Regions from separate parts of the Danio rerio genome. Here region 1 is linked to region 2. A link is a contact called in public Hi-C data. All regions are on one chromosome and are shown on one strand. The core of a region is the stretch at or near the end of the contact, and the rest is flanking DNA. Distances in the headings are between cores, read along the strand shown.

Region 1 (4,223 bases), core at 67-2,566, 130 kb after region 2:
CACTACACCCACACCATACCTCCAGCTAAACAACAAATGATTGACATCAGTTCACGTTCTCCTGGTAAAACAATTAATTCAACTAAAAAAGTTTTTAAAAAAATTATTGTTGAAGAGATGCAGCCACTGTCTACTGTAGAAGCATTGTTTATTATAGTAAGATGTTTTCTCTTTTGGATTGCCATTTACACATTTGTTAAGGCCACATGAAGAAATTTATTCAATATCTAAAGCTCAAAGATTTATTTTGACTTGGGGATTTTTTTTATCGTCTAACTGTTCATTTTGTTATTAGTCATTTTAAAGGTTTAAAATCAGTTTTTGCCTTAATATAAATGATTTCACGTTAGTACTCTTAGGCCTTATTGCAATCTTTATCTCAATGGACAGTGAATTTACTTAACTAATTACACAAAACATTCAAAAGTAGCAAACACATTACTTTACATGCTTTCGTGAATCTGTATATACAGCATGTATAGCTCTGGGCTCAGAAAGTTTTCAAAATGGAATTATGTCCTACATTTTTTAAAGGAAAAATTAGGTGTAGGTTATATAGGTGGTTGTTAAATGCAGAGCTTCTCTATAAACAAAAAGGTGAAAAAACACCTGCTTTTTTAGTTCGGAAAGAGATCAAACCTCAGGCAGGTGAGGAAAAATAATGCAAGAGTAACTCGAATGTAATATTATAATGCATTACTTTCCATAAAAAGTAACAAAGTAACACAATTAGTTACTTTTTTGGGGAGTAACTGAAAATTGTAATGCACTACTGATTGTACCATACATTAACTGCATATACATTTGAATTTTATAATAATAATATGCACAGTTATAGCTAGATTTTTTTAAACAATTTTTTCAATGATTTTTACACACACACACACACACACACACACACACACACACACACACACACACACACACACACTCACACACTCACACACACACACTCACAAACACACACACACACACACACACACATAATGCTATCATTGTGAGCTTTCTTATACTGAAAGAATGCATTTGAATGTACATTGAAAATATTTTATAATGCTAATGTTTTTCTGTCTTTCTAATCAAACAAACAGCCTTGGTGAACAGAATTGCTTCTTTCAAATGCATTGCAAAATCCCCAATTAAATTTCACTGGAATGTGCCAATACATGTAATAAAAAAATAATAACAGTAGTCTTGAAAACAATCGTGAGTCTCTTGTACAGTCAGAAAACCTTCTCCGGTAGGCTGAGTGTGTTAAACAGATTGAGAGCAATAAAGCCTTGCTTCAGGATCATCATTTGCACAACAGCACAGCCGTGCCAGTGACTCAGAGCAGGACTCGTGCTGCGTGCAGGACAGCACAGATCAGCTGATGTCACTGAACAGATGGACAGAGCGATCTGGTCAGTCCACTTATCTTGCTGGAGCAGGCCAGCAGCAGGTGCGTGAAGGCCTTAACCATCAGGCAGAGAGACATACGCATGATTTTACTCCAGATCAGGCATTTCATGGTACCTGTGGGCTGACATGAACGTGACCCCAGTGTAGAAAACATGCTGCATGTCTGCTGTCTGTCATTAGAGGCAAACATTGATTCTGACTGACATTACAGATCTCTGGGTTGAGAATCCTGATGGTTTATTTATTTATTTATTTGTTTTGTTATTTAATTTAATTTTACTTTGATTTATTTTTCCTATTTTATTTTATTTAATGTATTATTTTTTTTCTATGTTATTTTATTCAATGTTTTATTTTATTATTATTTATTTTTTTTATTTATTTGAATGTATTTTATTCATGTGTAAACTATATTATATTTAGTTTTTCTGCATTAAATTATATTATATTATATTATATTATATTATATTATATTAATTACATTTACTGCAAAATTTAAATTATGTGAAATTATGTTTAGTATTTTAATTTATTAAAAATATAGACTTTTAATTTATTTAAAAAATTGTATAATGCACAGTAATTGTCTCATTCAAAAAAATTCACCAAGTTTTTGCTCATTAATATTTTGCTGATGCAGCCTATTCTTTCTCTCATGTTTGAAAAACTGCAGACACCTAGCAACATCCTAACACTGCATCCACAGCGCAGCGTTTTTCTTCACCGTGATCCTAATGTTCATCACTGTGTTAATGAGAATAAAACTAAATGTATAACTAAAGAAGAGCAAGTGCAGTCAGAAAGATGACACCGCTCATGAAGTGTAAGAGGAGAAACAAGACTCAAAGTGCTTGTAGATCCTGAAGAAGCAGCATTTGATGAGACAGAGAGCGTGTTCTCATTAGTGAGCTTCTCAAAGCTGGGGTTTGTGCATTATTAGAGGTCTAACGATGAGCCTGTAATGTTGAGGCCTTTAATTAGTGACGCTCCTGTAGGCAGTGCTGTATGTCTGGAGGAAGACGACTAAGCTTGAAAAAAGCAGTGTCCGGTCGGTTTGGATAAAGTTCAGCGGCGGCTTGTTGAGTGTCAAAGGTCGACATGCCAGATTGAGTGTCTTTTAGCTCAGCTGGAGCATAACAAAATGAAAAACAGACTTCCAGTTAACTTGCGCTGAGTAATAAATGGAATTGTGATCAGGAGGAGACGTGCATATTCAGTATCGCTGGCTAAAGAGCTTTTAATTAACTGAGCTGAATTGAGTTTGGAAGATTGGAATGGATGAGGTTTTCTGGTTGATGGGAGTCCAGTAGACCGATGCCGAGGCTACTGAAATCAGCTCAAGAGAAACAAGTTGAATTCTGGGAGCATTAATGAACTGGCTGAAAGTTTTAGCAGGGATAGGGATTTAATTATTGCTGTTGTTGAAGTATTTATTAATTTAATCAACTTTTGGTTTATTGAGTCAGCTTTAATTGTTTTTATGTTTCCATTCATTTCTTTTTTTTTTTTTTTTGTTTATATATAAATTTATTTCTAAGTTTGGCTGGTTGAAGATCTTTTTTAAATTGTAGTTTTGTTAAAAAGCTCAAAAGTTCAACAATAAGGATCGGCCAATGAGGGATAAGCATAAGAGATGGCAATATTAACTGGATTCGCATAAACAAAAGAAAGCAGGTGGATCCCGGATGAGAGGATGATTACGTGCATGGTTACACACAGGCTATCCTGAAGCATCGATCAGGGCTTCAGTGTCAAGGCTGATTTCAGGTTATGTGATGCGGGTGAATGTTTAAAATTTTCAAAAAGAAACAGTTCCTTGCGTGAAGCAATCATGCCTGGACAGTAGCTGGTGCAGTTAGTTCTCTTTTAAGTAGACTGAACAAAAAGCAATGCTCATGCACCCACAGCTCTGCTGCTTTCAAGAGCTCCATATTTTTTAAAGGTCTTTTTGTAAGCAGTAGGTTGCTTTCACTTTAACCTTTAAGCACTTTATCAGCATCTAGACCAGCAGCCTGTAAGTACATTTAAGATTTGTTTCAGTTGTTGTGTATGGTTTGAGGACTTGTTTCCAGCTGTTTGTGTAAAGTTGTAGGACATTTAAACTTGCTTTCAGTTGTGTATAATACTAGAAGTTGTTTAGCCACTGTTTCCTTGGTTACTATAAGAGCTTGTGTAGCGAACGCAAACGCGGTTTCGCGTCGTCCGCCTCAGTTTCGGCCCTTGTTTTGACTCGGGAGGCGTGTCCAAACGCCAGGTAACCACTATATAGCGAGCACGCTAGCATTAGTCGGCAGGAGAAGCACTTTATCAGCATCTAGACCAGCAGCCTGTAAGTACATTTAAGATTTGTTTCAGTTGTTGTGTATGGTTTGAGGACTTGTTTCCAGCTGTTTGTGTAAAGTTGTAGGACATTTAAACTTGCTTTCAGTTGTGTATAATACTAGAAGTTGTTTAGCCACTGTTTCCTTGGTTACTATAAGAGCTTGTGTAGCGAACGCAAACGCGGTTTCGCGTCGTCCGCCTCAGTTTCGGCCCTTGTTTTGACTCGGGAGGCGTGTCCAAACGCCAGGTAACCACTATATAGCGAGCACGCTAGCATTAGTCGGCAGGAGAAGCACTTTATCAGCATCTAGACCAGCAGCCTGTAAGTACATTTAAGATTTGTTTCAGTTGTTGTGTATGGTTTGAGGACTTGTTTCCAGCTGTTTGTGTAAAGTTGTAGGACATTTAAACTTGCTTTCAGTTGTGTATAATACTAGAAGTTGTTTAGCCACTGTTTCCTTGGTTACTATAAGAGCTTGTGTAGCGAACGCAAACGCGGT
Region 2 (3,940 bases), core at 1,334-3,833:
CATTAAAGGTGAACTGCCAATATCCATTTAGTACAATATCAGCTCAGATAACTTAATATATTTCTATTTAAATAAGAGAAAAATCACTCATCCCTGTGCAGCGGTGAGGTCATCACTTTCACTAGCCTATGATAAATATTGTAGCAACAACTAAAACAGACAGTTAGGGAAGATGAATCTGCTGTTTTGTTATGTCAATATTGGATCAGTGATGGTTGAGTTACCCAATAAGGGTCAAGGAAATGAGTAACTATGATTTTTTCTTTTTTTTTTTTTTTAAAAAAGCAGATGCTTATAGACACAAGACAGACTTTGAACCATGTCTTTGGATTTGATTTTGTAGACCAAAATAGGTTGATCCTCTAAAAAAAACAAAAAATGCACATAAATATAGGCCTACAAGAATTAACAAGTATGACCATGGGCCTACAAGTTAGGTCAAGTTGGCGAATAGGACAATAATTTAATATCTAATGTTAGTAGAAAGTTACCACTCAACAATCTTTATTTGACTGCTCGTGTTTGTTTTTAATTGTTGCGCTGCCAAAAGTTAATAAAGTTTCTATTGTCTTTCAAAAATCATTTTCCTTAACAAAATATGAAACACTTTACTGATTAAAGCTTTTTGCTTATTTTAGCTCCTCTGTCCGGTCTGACCATTGATCTAAATGCATAGTCATCTCAGCAACAGCTGTTGGTCTGCTATGCATATTATGTAAGCTTAGCTACATGCACTATAGAAACAGTTACACATAGTCCAGAAGATCAGAAAACAGTATATGGGTCAGTCAACTGGTGGTTAAAAGCTCTTGAAATCTATTTCAACCTTTTATTTTCACAATAGGTTCATTATGGAAAAGTAGTTTAGATAACTAAATAAGTAAACTCTCTAGACTAAGGAAAAAATTCTCTGATAAAAACTCTCATTTGGATCCTTAATTTTCATGAGATATTTTTCTTATTCGGAAGAAATTAACCATTGTCAGTGCTGGGAATTCTTAGGACTTTGGTAAATCTCTTTGTTTGATTTAATGATAATATAAAAATATGATAATATTAATTATCCAGATTTCCAATAAAAAAAATAAATAAATACATACAAAACAATGCCAAAGGTACACAAAATATATGAAAAGCACAATAAAATTATATGAAAGTACAAAAACTCAATAGGATAAACAAAATAAAATAACAAATAAATAAAAAATGACAAATATTGCTAGGCTTGCTAATTTACAATAACTTAAGCTTTTTGTTTGTACTCTCCTTAATGGTATTTTATAGAAATATTTAGTTTTTTAAGTACCACTAAAACAAGAGGTTTCTGATTGCTAAATTTACATCGATGGATGTGAAACGTGGTATAATCAAAAGAGTAATAACATAAGCTTCATTTTCCAACTTCTTTTCATAGTTAAAAAAAAAATAACATATTCATACAGTAAAAGAAAATTTGACAGCACTTTATCATTTATAAATTTAGATATAATTTACTGACCAGTTCTTTTAGTACTAGTAGATGCATGTTCTTATTGTTATTCTTTTTGCTAAATGAAAAACAAAATGAAGCAAATAAAAAACACCAAGCTGGTCAAAAATTCTACTAGAAACTATGTTCCACATTGAAGACAGATTTTTCAGGTACTTTAGCCAGTTAATCTTCAAAGTATTTTTTTAAATAGAAAAACCTAAATATTCAAGACCTCCATTCCTATATGAGTTGACTATCACAGATTTCTTTTTAATGCACACGGTTTTCCAAAGAAAGTTTAACATTGTTTGATCAATTATCTTATTAATTTTAGAATCTGAATGAATTGTGGACGCAACATAATTAAGTCTATAGATACTCTCTGCTTTAGCCAACAAAGCAGATGTTAAACCTGTTTTGGACTTTTTTGATAATCGGATTGAAATTTTGTGAGATTTAGTGAGAATTTTTTTTTTTTAAATCGCTATTCCTAAATAGCTCGGGATATCCTTTATAAGAATATTACAGACGGATTTATCATAACAACTCTTTAAGGCAAACAATTCACACTTAGGGGCGACGTGGTGGCGCAGTATAGTGCTGTTGCCTCACAGCAAGGTTGCTGGTTTGAGCCTCTGCTGGGTCAGTTGGCGTTTCTGTGTGGAGTTTGTATGTTGTCCCTGGTTTCCCCCACAGTCCTAAGACATGATAGTGTATGAGTGTGAAAGAGTGTGTTTGCACGTTTCCCATTGATGAGTTGCAGCTACGTAAAAACATATGCTTGATAAGTTGGCGGTACATTCTGCTGTGGCGACCCCAGATTAATAAAGGGCCCGAGGCACTTAAAGAATTCTGTAATTTCGATGGCTGACTGGATTTGAGAAGCATTTTTTTAAGAAAGACTCAAGAGCGCAGTGTCATCTGCTACTTGACTTATCAGTACCCTTCCTCTTCCAATTTAAATCTCTTATAGTTCATTTGATTTAACAATATTGTTAAACATCTGTGCAACAATAAGAAAAAGATAAACTGAATCCAGTTTTCCACTTGTCTGAAAGCGGAAGTTTTACTATGACACTTCCCGGAAGTTCTCCCCGACTATATTCACTGCCAGAGGGGGATTTGTGTGCGAAAATGGCGACGTCTCGTCGCACTGCCCAGCAGCAGCAACAACAACAACAAAACTTATCCTCTCCACAAAGACCTGACTCCAGTCCCCTCTCACCTCCAGAATCGCCCACCGACACCGGCGGTTTAGCGGCTGGCGGGGAGGCAGAAAGCATCGGGGATCCGGAGCTCAGTGCTGAAATCCCCGCTGCGCTCCTCAGCACCAGCAGCAGCAGCTCCAGCTCGAGCAGCACTAGCTCATCTACCACCGGCGGGGGCAGTAGTGCGGGCTCCACTCCCGACTCCGGTAGTGCCAGTCCTGGAGGCAGCGGCTGCGGGACGAGTGGGGCTTTCAGGGAGCTGTTTGAGGCCTGCAGGAATGGGGACGTGTCTCGGGTGAAGAGACTGGTGGATTCGGTCAATGTAAACGCGAAGGACATGGCCGGGCGCAAGTCCACCCCGCTTCACTTCGCTGCAGGTAAACACAAATACTTAACGTTACGTGTTTGCAATCAATCTCGACTTGGGAAGCGGCCAGGTAGACGCTTTAGCTTTAGGTCGCTGCATAAACAAGTCGGGGGTAAAGAAAACGGGGACAGGGGCAATAAAGTGGAGTTTGGCCAAGTTATCTAATGTTAACAGGACAATAATTTAACATCTAACGTTAACGTTGGTAGAAAGTTAACCACTCCGCGATCTGTGTTTGTCCGCTCGTGTTTGTTTTCATTTGTTGCGCTGCCGAAAGTGAATAAAGTTCAACATATAGACTTGAATGAACCGCAGCACATCGAGAGGCGATCGATACAGGTAATAAACATTATATTGAAGTTACAGTTTGTTCTCGAATGTCCAAAATGAGTTTACTTTGGATCACACAATAGTTGGATAAAGTGAAACCGCACCTTCACGTGTAACTTGGCTTTTAAACATGAGTGCAGTATTTGGTGATGAAGAAGCGTTATTATTATTGTGTAACGTTACTTTTGTGAAAATAAATATTATTTGCAAGTAATTGTCACAAATATTCCACTAACAGTTGTCTGTTATTGCAGTCACTGAACCTGTAAAATAAGTGAATTCATTAGCACTTTATAAACGGGATTAATTTGTTACCATCAGCTAACGATAGTTAACACACTGAACAATATGTTACTTATTGATATAAATTATTATTCACATGTATTAGCACATTGTTTAAAGGAAAAAAAATAACAGTTATGGGCATAAGTTATTGCACTGTAACTAACAATACAAAGCAACAAAAAAAAAATCATTCATTTTTAAAGCTCATGAAAATCTTGATCTGATTATAAATAAACATATAGTTTATACATTACTATAAATCTCAGCTAGGTAAATTAT

Evidence for each region. A called contact is a pair of places that touch in the nucleus more often than the background predicts.
Region 1: a contact with region 2 is called in a Hi-C map of an unstated tissue, with 2.3 times the contacts expected there. The contact joins the enhancer-like site here to the promoter of tnksa in region 2. A contact is called at or near these places in 1 of 18 Hi-C or Micro-C datasets (an unstated tissue) and 1 of 4 datasets of contacts at active chromatin or transcription factors (gastrula embryo).

Annotation. Positions count from the first base shown.
Region 1 is chr21:21,403,130-21,407,352 of GRCz12tu, forward strand. All of the region lies in intron 14 of tnksa (tankyrase, TRF1-interacting ankyrin-related ADP-ribose polymerase a), which reads left to right. Among named protein-coding and RNA genes, the nearest start is that of dusp4, 49 kb to the right of the region's middle. Within about 2 kb of position 1,317, at least 11 of the 62 cell types and tissues checked have an H3K27ac peak or open chromatin away from gene starts, as enhancers often do.
Region 2 is chr21:21,267,471-21,271,410 of GRCz12tu, forward strand. tnksa (tankyrase, TRF1-interacting ankyrin-related ADP-ribose polymerase a) reads left to right here and starts at 2,584. Exons shown (of 26, transcript XR_012396729.1): 1 at 2,584-3,056.